Regions from separate parts of the Rattus norvegicus genome. Here region 2 is linked to region 1. A link is a contact called in public Hi-C data. All regions are on one chromosome and are shown on one strand. The core of a region is the stretch at or near the end of the contact, and the rest is flanking DNA. Distances in the headings are between cores, read along the strand shown.

Evidence for each region. Hi-C and Micro-C count contacts between places; a contact is called where the count stands out from the background.
Region 2: a Hi-C map of liver shows a contact between it and region 1, with 2.3 times the contacts expected there. The contact joins the promoter of Ghitm here to the promoter of Ccser2 in region 1. A contact is called at or near these places in 5 of 12 Hi-C or Micro-C datasets (Schwann cells, frontal cortex, liver and 1 more) and 1 of 1 datasets of contacts at active chromatin or transcription factors (oligodendrocytes).

What each region holds. Positions count from the first base shown.
Region 1 is chr16:12,743,709-12,749,009 of GRCr8, forward strand. It overlaps Ccser2 (coiled-coil serine-rich protein 2), which reads right to left and starts at 2,295. Exons shown (of 10, transcript NM_001427502.1): 1 at 2,080-2,295. It overlaps LOC134482323 (a long non-coding RNA gene), which reads left to right and starts at 2,317. Exons shown (of 3, transcript XR_010058354.1): 1 at 2,317-3,760.
Region 2 is chr16:12,915,117-12,920,417 of GRCr8, forward strand. Ghitm (growth hormone inducible transmembrane protein) reads right to left here and starts at 3,029. Exons shown (of 9, transcript NM_001005908.1): 1 at 2,936-3,029; 2 at 1,424-1,594; 3 at 1,008-1,107. The coding sequence starts at 1,555.

The DNA.
Region 1 (5,301 bases), core at 1,045-3,544:
GATGGCTCCGCAGTTAATAGCATTGGCGGCTCTTTCAAAGTACCCCAGTTCAATTCCCAGCAGCCATATGTCATCTTCCAACCGTCTGTAACTCCAGTTCCCGGAGCTCTGGCACCCACACGCAGACAGAAAAGCGGGCAAAACACCAAATACGTAAAATTTTTCTAAAAATCATTTTTTTTAAAATACTGATTTTTTTTTCCCCTCAACTTTCTGGTACTGAAAGACAGTCCAAACATATTTAGCTCACCCTAAATCTGCATTCGAGCCTGGACCCTCTCCTCAGAATGCACTGAGTAAACAGATTTGAGCAGTATGTGCTGTAGCAGTAAACTTAAAAAGACACTCGAAAGCCTGAGGGAGACAATATATAAGCAAATCATTAACTCCCAATTGATGAAGTACTCAGTGCAGCCTGGCATGGTGCTACTGGATCAGTGAAAACAAGAGATGAGATGCCCAGACGTCAAGCTCTATCACTCTAGTGGGAATGCAAGGTGTTTACTAGGAAGGCCATTCTGGAGCCAGGAAACAAAGGAAGATGCCATCTTCAGTAAACTGCAAACAGTCCCAGAGAGAGGACCTGTGTAACAGTAGATGAATTGAGAATGCAGACAGACACCAGAAACTGGGAAAGACTGAAGGAATGGAATTGGAACCATGAAATTAAAAGTCTCTTCTTCCCCCACATAGTAAAAGCAATCTGGCAACCAGCAAAAAAAAAAAATCTACCTGAGGGAAGGTAAATAAAAAAAGTTCCTGGTCCCAGGACAGCTCCTAGCTTTCTTGTTATGGCATATTAAACAGGACAAATTACAGGTTAAGGGTTCTAAGTGTTTTTAACCTAGAGATTGAGGCCAGTGTTGTTGAGAACAAGGAAGAAAACCACCATATAAGAGAAGGGCGATGCGCTCTAACAAATTAAGAGAGACAAACATTAATAAAGTCTGGAAAGAAGACTGACTTCACCCATGCAAACCACTTATTAATGTTTACATCCTTACCAATTATAGATTATACATTATAATACCTACTTTATACTTATCCTCCTCATTCAATTTGTTTAAAGTTTTTTAAATCTAAATGATGATACGCTGATCAACTGTCTAAATACATATATTCCATTAATACTTAATGTTCTCGATAAAAAAACAAAATGCTTTATCAAACAGCTACTCTGGGAAAAAAAGGAAATGTTCATTCTCATTCATAACCGCCCTCCCCAACCCTCTGGGTTTTCTTTTGAGACAAGGTCTAAGTAGTTTTTGCTATTCTGGAGTTTGCTCTATGGGCTAGGCTAGCCTGGAGCTCACAGAAATCCACCTGCCTCTGCTTCCTGGATGCCAGGATAAAGGCGTGAAGCCTCCACACCTGGTTTCTCCTTAAGCGAAATAGGACACTCCAATCTTGGACAGCAAAGAATCTGTGCACTAGGAATTTCCATTGCTAAGGCCTACTTTATGATCAGCAAACCTAATTGGCTAGGTAGTCAGCAAAGATGAATTTGCAATTATTGAAATTCAAAATCAGGCTTTATCACCAACGACCACCCCAAATGGATTACCCCCTCCCTTTACTTTGTCAAGAAAGTAGGTACATTTTAAAACTGTATAAAAATAGATGTCAAAAGAGGGAGAGGAGGGGGAAAAAGCATCTGAACCTACAGATACGGTGTAATCCAAAGTTCTCATGTGTTTTAGGGCGTGTCTTTGTTTTGACTCAGTGATTTCAAAAAAAAAAAAAATCCCACTCATTCAGGGCTCTCAGGTACTTCCCCTTACCAACGCGAGCATCTAGGCTTTGAAATCCCAGGGCATCTAAGCCTCGCCCTGATTTCCCGGTGCAGGAAGGCTGCAGCCCGGGTGTCCCGCGGTCCCTTCCCGTCTCAGCACCACCGAGCAGGGGCATCCGGCCTGCCCGCTGCACCGCAGGAGGCTCGGGAGAGGGGGCGGGGGCTCCGAGGGTCGTCCCAGAGCACCGACGCCCAAGGACACCCGGCCCTCGTTCCGCCCGCGCTGCGCCCGGGAGCCAGGTAGCCTCCAGCGTCCCGAGACCCCGGCCCTGACCCCCGACTCTCACCGTGCGGAGGTCGCGCTGCCTCCTCGGCCGCGGCCCGGCTGCGGGTCGCCCAGCGACCTGCCGGCCCGAGGGTAGGAGAGAGGCGAAGGACAGTCCCGTCACATCCCCGTCCGCCCAGCTGCCTGCTCCGCAGCAGCCAGCATCGCCTCCACGGCCTGCGGGAGCGCCGGACTTCACCGTCGCCGCGCCCCCTCCCTTGGCCGGCACCTCCTGGACTCCGCCCTCCAGGGCCCGCGCACTACGCGTGCGTCGCCCCGCCTCCCGGACAGTCCTTGCGCAGGCGCGAGTCTCACTGGGCTAGGCCCGCCTCCGGGCCCGCCCCACCCTCGCGCCAGCCGTTCCCAGGCTCCGCCCTGATCCACTGACCTTGCATCTTTGCCCCCTGACTCAGGTCTTTTCTGGTATGAACCTTTCACTCCAGTCTCTTGGCCGACCAACTCAAAATGGCCCTCTGGATTCAAATGTGCTGCTTGACCACGACCAAACCTGTCAGCTCCTGCTCCAGACTACTAGGAGTGATCTGAAGCAACCATGACTTTGTTTTGGCCTGTCTGTGGCTATGCCTCAGCCAGGCATACTGAATCTGAGCAGAGATTGCGATAAAACGCTGAGAGCTGAGAAAAGGAGCTATCTTATGAGGGTGTGGATCTCAATCCCATTCCATAAATCATCTCTCCAAGTCATTGAGAGTTACCGTGCAAGCCTGCAGTATCTGGCTATCTATTATAAGCGTTGAAAGTGATTATTTATCTGACCCTAGACTGCCTGTTCCCCTCACTAGCCCCAACAGCTCAAATGAAATTAATAACATTGAAAGAGAACTTGGAAAGGCACCACCTCTCCTCCAGACCACTAACATAATTACGCTGTGATAGGGGAGGAGACACTTGTGCCCCTCCCTTAGTCCATCAGACTGTTGGAACATTATACTCCAAATAATTTAAGAAAATAGATAATTCATCCTGGAGAAATGAAAACAATACCGAAGGCCTAGCGCCGTCCGGAGAAGGAGCTTGCCTCTCAGGAATTGCAGCTCTGAGGTCTCAGATCACTTCGCGAGATAGCCTTGAGTGAGCTGAAACAACGCTAGGTCAGCAATACCGCACCGTAACCTAGCGGAGTATTCAATTTACCACTATTTCTAGCTCTCTATTTAAACTTAAACTTCTTGTCAGTACTCCTGAAGGCGGACTTGGTGGTAACTGGACCCCTTTTCTTCCTCCAATTCCCTATGTGGCCATATTGAATAGCTCTCTTTTTTATACGTTCCATTATTACTTGTCTCTTTAATTGGCCAATAGAATAATGATAGGGAGACTTAATTTTGTGGGTGATAAAATGTTGGAAAAGACTAGGGTTACATGTAGTACATTTCTTTGTAGATTAAGTAAATCATTAGGAGAGCAAAGCCTCAGACCTCTGAAATACAGGCTCCAGCACAACACTCATGAATTTATGCTATGCTTTGAACTTTATGCTACAATCAAAGATCAGTTGAGAGATGGGGAAAAAGGGGCTCTTCACAGATTGTCCTTGGGAGCTACGCAAGATGCAACAGGTCCAATCCGCTTTATAAAGACTCTGGGAGGGGGGAGGATGATCTTTCAGTTCCCCAAACCAAGATGAGCTTTGCTTTTCTGAACCACTTGGCTGTTGTCTTGTGACTCCCGGAATATTTGAGGTAAGCATGTATTTTCTTTGGCTGTTTGACGTGGTAGGTCATCACTTCCCTTTCTTCCACAAAGGTAGGATCCTCACAGAATGCTTGCTACATATGAATTTTTACAGGCTTCATCTCATTTTCTGTGTTCCCGTTTTTGTCTTTGTCCCAATTTTCTCACTTCCTTGGTTGTCACCGTGCTTCTATTTCTATTAGGCACTTCTTTCAATGTATGCCCCCAGGGTTTTAATTTACAGGACGACTGAGATGACATGGTGAAGTCAGTGTTCTGAAAGATTATTTTCATGGCTTACATTTCCTGAAAGATGGGATGCCATGTCATGTAGGGGCATATGGAGTGGCACTGGGTGTGTCTGGGAGTAAAGGGAAAAATCCAGACCAAAGCTATTATTGGAATGTATGTGGAATAGGAAGGTAAAGACGCAGGGATGTCTTGAGAATGGCTAGCGTAGGTAATGTCAGAGGATTCTAAAGCATGGATACCTCTCGAGTTGTTTGATAAATGACGGTGGGTTATTTAGATCAGAGAGAATACTGGCTTGGTTTGTGGAAGTTAGACAAAGGGGCAGTTGTAGTTATGGACTTGAAATTGGCCAGAGGCTCTATCACAAGATTGTTAGATGTTCATGAAAGCTGAGTTGCAAAGGAAACATAAACGATGTTCGCCATTTGTTGGTATGCTGAATAGGCAAACCTAAAAATATATATTTAGACACCATTTTAGAATTTTGTATAGAAAATGATTAGGTTATATTTTAAAAGTCTGACACTGGAAGAGCTGTGCATGCTGGAGGCTAAGGGTACGAAAGCAGACCAAGCTAAATATTTGACTCCCAATGTTTAGTATGGCTCAGAATCTAGGAGGAGGGTTCAGTATAACACAGATTGCTGGCCCTAGAATTTCTGAATTCGGTAGGCCTAGGGTGGGGCACAGGAATTTACATTTCAGACAAATTCCCAGAGAACTGAAATACTGCTCTCAGGATCAAACCTGGAGAACCACATGAGTAGAATACCTCTCCCAACAGCCAACGGGACCTGGTGGGGAAAACTCTCCATCAACGCCTGAAGGGTTGTCAAGATACAAAGGTCTAAAGGTCTAAGTATCACGTGTCATGTGAAAAACATATCACGAGTGTGCCAACCTTTGATCAGTAAAGAACAGCTGAGAAAGCCAGAGTGTGACCCCAGCCCATGACCTGAGGAGGAAGACTGACGATGAAAAGGCAGAGGCAGATGGTACGAATTGCTATGATAGGAATGCGCATACGTCGACCAATCCCCTTTGTGGGTTTATTTTCTCAGTGTACAGAGTTGTGTCAGAGCACAGAGGTAGAAAACCCAGTTATCTTGCAGGATTGCCACTTGGAACTACTCGTTAAAAACTGAAATGAACAATAATGGTTAGGTCCACTCTGTAGGTAACCTCACTTGTCCTCAGGCCTGAGCTTCACCCCAGAAATTCTGTGGTGAAAGGAGAGACACAACTGTGTTCTCTGTCTTTCCTTTTAAAGACCCCTGGGCTGTGTTGGACTCGGTTG
Region 2 (5,301 bases), core at 1,779-4,278, 170 kb after region 1:
TTTACACATCAAGAACAGATGGATAAATACTCAAGCGATAAAGGAAAATGAGAAATGGCATCAATCATTCCACATTGGAAGAATGATTGGCAGTAACCCAGGTGAAGCTTTGTGTGACCCCAGAGAACGAACAAAGAAAAATGCCACTAATGTTTATGTACCCCCAAAAGGGACAGACATTTTTGCTTTAAAATACTGAAAATTTATCAACTCAGGCAGGTGCTCATAAAAAACACATCTTACTTTCTTCAACTTAAACTTGTTTACTAAAAATGTAACTGGAAAATCCTGATTTTTTTTTTTTCCTCTGTGGTCAAGCCTCTAATCAAAAAGAAACGCCTTGCATGATACTAATCAGGGCTTTCCTGAACTATATAATACGGTGACACTTCTAAAACTGTCAAGTAGCAAGGCTTCTGTTGAAATTTAGGCAAGATTAGCAATCTGGAAGTCTGGCTTCAGAATCTCCAAAGTTAAAATCCAAACTACGAATCAAATGACTTCATTAAGGTAATGCCTTTCAAGGGGCTGCAGATATGGCTCTGTGATTAAGAGCCCTTTGCTACTCTTACAGAGGACCTGAGTTCAGTTCCCAGAATCTACTTCAGGTGGCATACAGTCACCTATAACTCTAGTCCAGGCGATCAGATATCTTCTTCTGGCCTCTGTGGGCACTGGCATCCACCTGGCAGGTAGTCACACAGACGTACACATGAACAGAAATTGACATTCACAAGCACCTGCTTGAATGAAGATTCTCCATAACTTGAAATAAACTTCCTGAATAGGCTCTACCATTTTACATAATAGGATGATAATAAGTTTGGTTTTTCTAAAACTAGTAAATCTTTAATACAATTAGGAACCATGAAAGCCAATGCAAAGTGCCCATCTGTTTTGGGTTAACAGACCCCCCAAAATAGAAGTATGGCTTTTCAGGAAGCTGCCTGTGAACTAAACACACACACACATACAGGCCTCACATTAAATACTAAACTTCCGCATACTTTTAAAGACTTTTTCCAGTGATGGCTCCAAGGCTGCCTCTTTCAGTTCTTGGCCAGTTTTCCCACGGTGAGTCCTAATTCTTGTCTTGGTAGCATATTCCTGACATAGACAAAAAGACATACCATCCAAAGCAACAACAGTATATTAGAAAGTTACCTAACATCTTAGATGTGGGAAAGGCGTGGGACCCCTCTTAAGGCATTTGTGATAAGGAGTGACTGGAAGGATGTAAACTGGCAAGGATAAAGCTCACTGAAAACTTTACTATTGCTTTAGTAAACCACTGTTACAGTAACTAATGAGTAAGTTACTCCCAACCAGTGTGAAGCCCACAGAACAGCCCACTAATCAACTACCACCATCACCACCAAATTCTAACAGACAACCTGGATGGGTGGGGGAAAGCATTCTTTACCCTGCTGGGTGTTAAGAGCCATTGGTTCTTTGTGATGGAATTCTTCACAAGTGGAGAGGCCTTGGTGATGAAAGTGGGCTGGAAAACCCTGGAAGGTAGTGTCCGGAGACACACAAGCCTTGCAGCCAACATGGTGGGTGATATACCGGTTTACTAAGCAGATCTGAAATGCTAGTTAGAAAGGTAGAAGGGAAAAAATTAAGTTAATTAAGAAGGAAACATAGCCAAAATCAGAAGAAACTAAATTGCAATAGAAAAAAATAATCAGAACAGTGGCTTCACTATTTTTAATGTTGTATCCTCCCCTGTTCCTTCTAACTCATGAAATCTAATTTGGAATGGGCAGCCAATGATATAAATCCAAGTTTGACCAGATATATGGAATAGAGATTTAATGTCATTATGTTGACACAATCACAGATTCTATAACCGCAGCTTTGCCCAAGATTTACACCATCACTCAGTGAATAAAAGAATTTATGTAACTTTTCAGCACAAGAAAAACACCCAGAGAAAAGATTAAGGTCACATTTTACAAGACTAAAATAAAATCGACAAAAGCCAGGCATGTATACGTCTACTAAATAGGTCAAATATTATTTCCCTTTAAGATACGACAGACACTTTCAAATTAATTTATTCCACTACATAACATTCGATCAAAACATTAAGAATTCTTCTTGTATTCTTAATAGGGTAACCCTTGCCCCCAACATTCTAAAATTGAATTGTCTCAGCTCCAGATAGTTAAGTGAACGTCTCTCTGTAATGCTATAAAGTCACATTTCTGGCCAATGAGTTGTGATGAATTTTAGGCAAGTGATTGGTATTTCCGCCTTCTCCCCATTTGTAAATACAAGAAAACTAGGCCAAAACAGCTTTTTGACGACAGTGCCTTGCTTGGGACTTTGAAATTGCCCAAGATTTACCCTAAAACTCCAGGAATGTAACGAAGTTTTAACTAGCACCTCCAAAGTTAAGAGCTTCCGGAACTATGAAGTGCACACAACTCTAGGCATCTGACCTTGCGGAAAAACCCGCGAGCCCTTCTGGTACTTTCATGCCATTACATCATCTCAACATATTGCTTCAGCTTACTAACCTGAACAGAGTCTAATCTGAGTGGCCTTATGTTGGGGAACAGCTAAGAGGGTTATCGGCCATGTGTTTATGTGCGGGTTCTGGTCCTCTGAAACGGGCCCCTGGGCTAGGTCTGTACGAATTACTGCCGACCCTTCCTAAAGCTTTCTTGAGCTCGAGTGTTCGGGTGTGCCCTTCCTCCCCTCTCACCGCTAGCCCGCAGCCTCCGCGTCCACGCACCACCCCACGGTACCCTCTCCCGGTCAGCTAGGGCGACCACGCGGGTCCTCGAGCGGCTGACTCAGCATCTCCCTGCCGAGGGAGATGTAGAGAGGGCGAGCCCGGCCTTCCCGCCCGGAGCAGCCAACCCAGATCCCGCTGTGCCGACGTCCATCACGAGAACTGGGATTCTCAGGACTCTCGGGGCAGTACCTCAGCTCCGGTCACCTCTGCCACGGGGCTCCCTTCCGGGCCACCGAAACCGAGAGTGTTCGACCTCCCTCTGCCGCTCCTCCGCAACCCCGCGACTCACTGCGTCACGCAATATCCGGACAAAAGGTAAATAGTACAAGCAGCCAATCAAGAGCAGGCTTCTAACGGAAGGGAGGGCACCGTGGCGAAGGCGGGTCTTGGCTTGGAGACCGGACCAATGGAAGTTTGGGTTCCGAAAAAACGTCACAGTCAGAGTCCATTCTAGGTCTGGGCAACGCAGCCCACTCTGGCGTTTTAGTTTTGGGCAGCTGCGTTGTGTGCACTCGCAGCCAATAGGTGTAAAAAATGGGAGGTGGACTGGTTGGCAGCGCACTCCTTAAATCCCAACCTTTGGGAGGCAGGTGGATCGCTGTGAGCTCAAAGCCAGCCTAGAATTACTTTTGTTATTGGATTTAGGTCTACCAATGACTTTTCACATTTAAGTTGGATTTTAGTTCTATTTAAGAGTCATTCCTAAAACGCGTTTTAGGCCGAGAGTAATTAGTTTGGGTTAATCGTATAGTCGCGGTGACTGGCAGGAAATTTATCAACCCTTAGAGGTATAATTTAGTCAAACGTTCGTTAATTGCTTCCTTTTTATCACTGCTGGGACTGTGGCTAGGCTGGGTGTCTTGAGCTATGGGGTATGTGCTTGGCACGCTCTCCTTTTGATTCATTATTCAAATGTTAAAAGATATGATACTGGTCTAGTGAGTTTTGCCTGTATTAATTTACTTTGAATTAATTATAAGGCCAGGACCAAACTGAAAGATCCCTGAAGGGACACCCTTACTCAAGTCTCGGGAAGTTGCGGACCCCAGACACACGAGAGACCAATCTTGATGCAATACGCAGAGGCGAGGTTTATTACAGAGGGCTCCGGGCCGACACGTATCCCTCGCAGGAGACAGCGGTGTCTACCCTGTGTGGCTGGGAGAAGGGCTATTTAAAGGAAGAAGTCACAAGCCCCAGGAGATAAGGGGATGTCAAAAGGAAATACCAAAAATGTCACGAGGGGAAACTCTCAAAGTCACAGGATTGTTCTTAAGACTCTAGGGTTTAAATCAGGGGAAAGGTCAAGCCCTCATTCTCCTGAGAACAGATCTTGATTCCTGTCCTTTAGGGTAAATGTTTGTCAGAGTTGACGAGGCATCTGCATCTGATACACATCTGGTTAGGCTTCGGCCCCGGTTTCCTGGAATATTATCTGCAGGACACAATGGCTGGAACATTATGTAGGGCACAATGGGGGCTTGAACAAACATCACTGGGGCAGAACAGAACCCGTTACTCCTTTACTCACGTCCAGTGACATCCGGAGGGTCAGTGAGTCTGCACCAGTCCTCCTGCATTTTTAACCACCTGTCTTCCTGAGTCAGATCCTGTTGCTGAGTTTTGAGCTAATTTAAAACTCTATCTCTCACAAACCTTTTGTATTTATGGAATGAAAGGGTCCACCTAAGCATTTTCAGTACTTTGCTTTAGCTATTAAGTGACATTAACTATGCATAAATAATATTAATACACAAAATTAACTTGAGTGTTTTAATAAAGTTTGTTTTATGACTTCTGATATTTTTTAAATATGTACTGAAAACTAGCCTTAACTTTATGAGCTTTTAGATGTAAGATGGATAGGCAAGCAACCATTGGCTGAGTTTCTTGTTTTGGGGGGGTTTAGCAAGAAAATAACTCCAGTGGTCTACAGAGTGAGCGGCGAGCTTCAGAGTGGCCAGAAGAACAAAGTGAGACCCAGTCTGAGGCAGGGGCGAGGGGATGGGGGATAGTGTCAGAATTGAATACCACATCTTTCTATTGCCATAAAAACATTCTTACCAAATGTGGCTTTTTTTTTTTTTTTTTAAATCAGAGCCAACCTGTTTCTTGAGTCTACGATTGATGGTTGGCGAGATCTAGAAGGGTTTGGGTTTATTTCCTAGTTTTTTGTTTCTGCTTGTATTGTCATATTAGATATTTTCAAACAGTGAATCAAACAGCTCTCATTATAATGAAGATATGCTTGCTTCTGTGGGGCACGTGGATCGTACCATCAGACAGAAGATCTGGTAAGGTCGAGCAGGTCCAAACCCTGGGGAATCTCAGAATTGAGAAGAGCAGGCGTGGTGGGGCCAGCTCCCTGACAAGCTCTACTTGTTCTGGAACACTTAACCCTGAGAGGGCTGTGACAGTCAGTCACATAGGGACAACGCCTGCAGTCCTCCTTCATGCAAATAGAGCATTTACCACACGGAGTAAAGTGCATGCGGTATTTCACTAAGAATCGACTGAGAGTGGCTGTTTTATTGAGCTTTGACATGCTGGCGAAG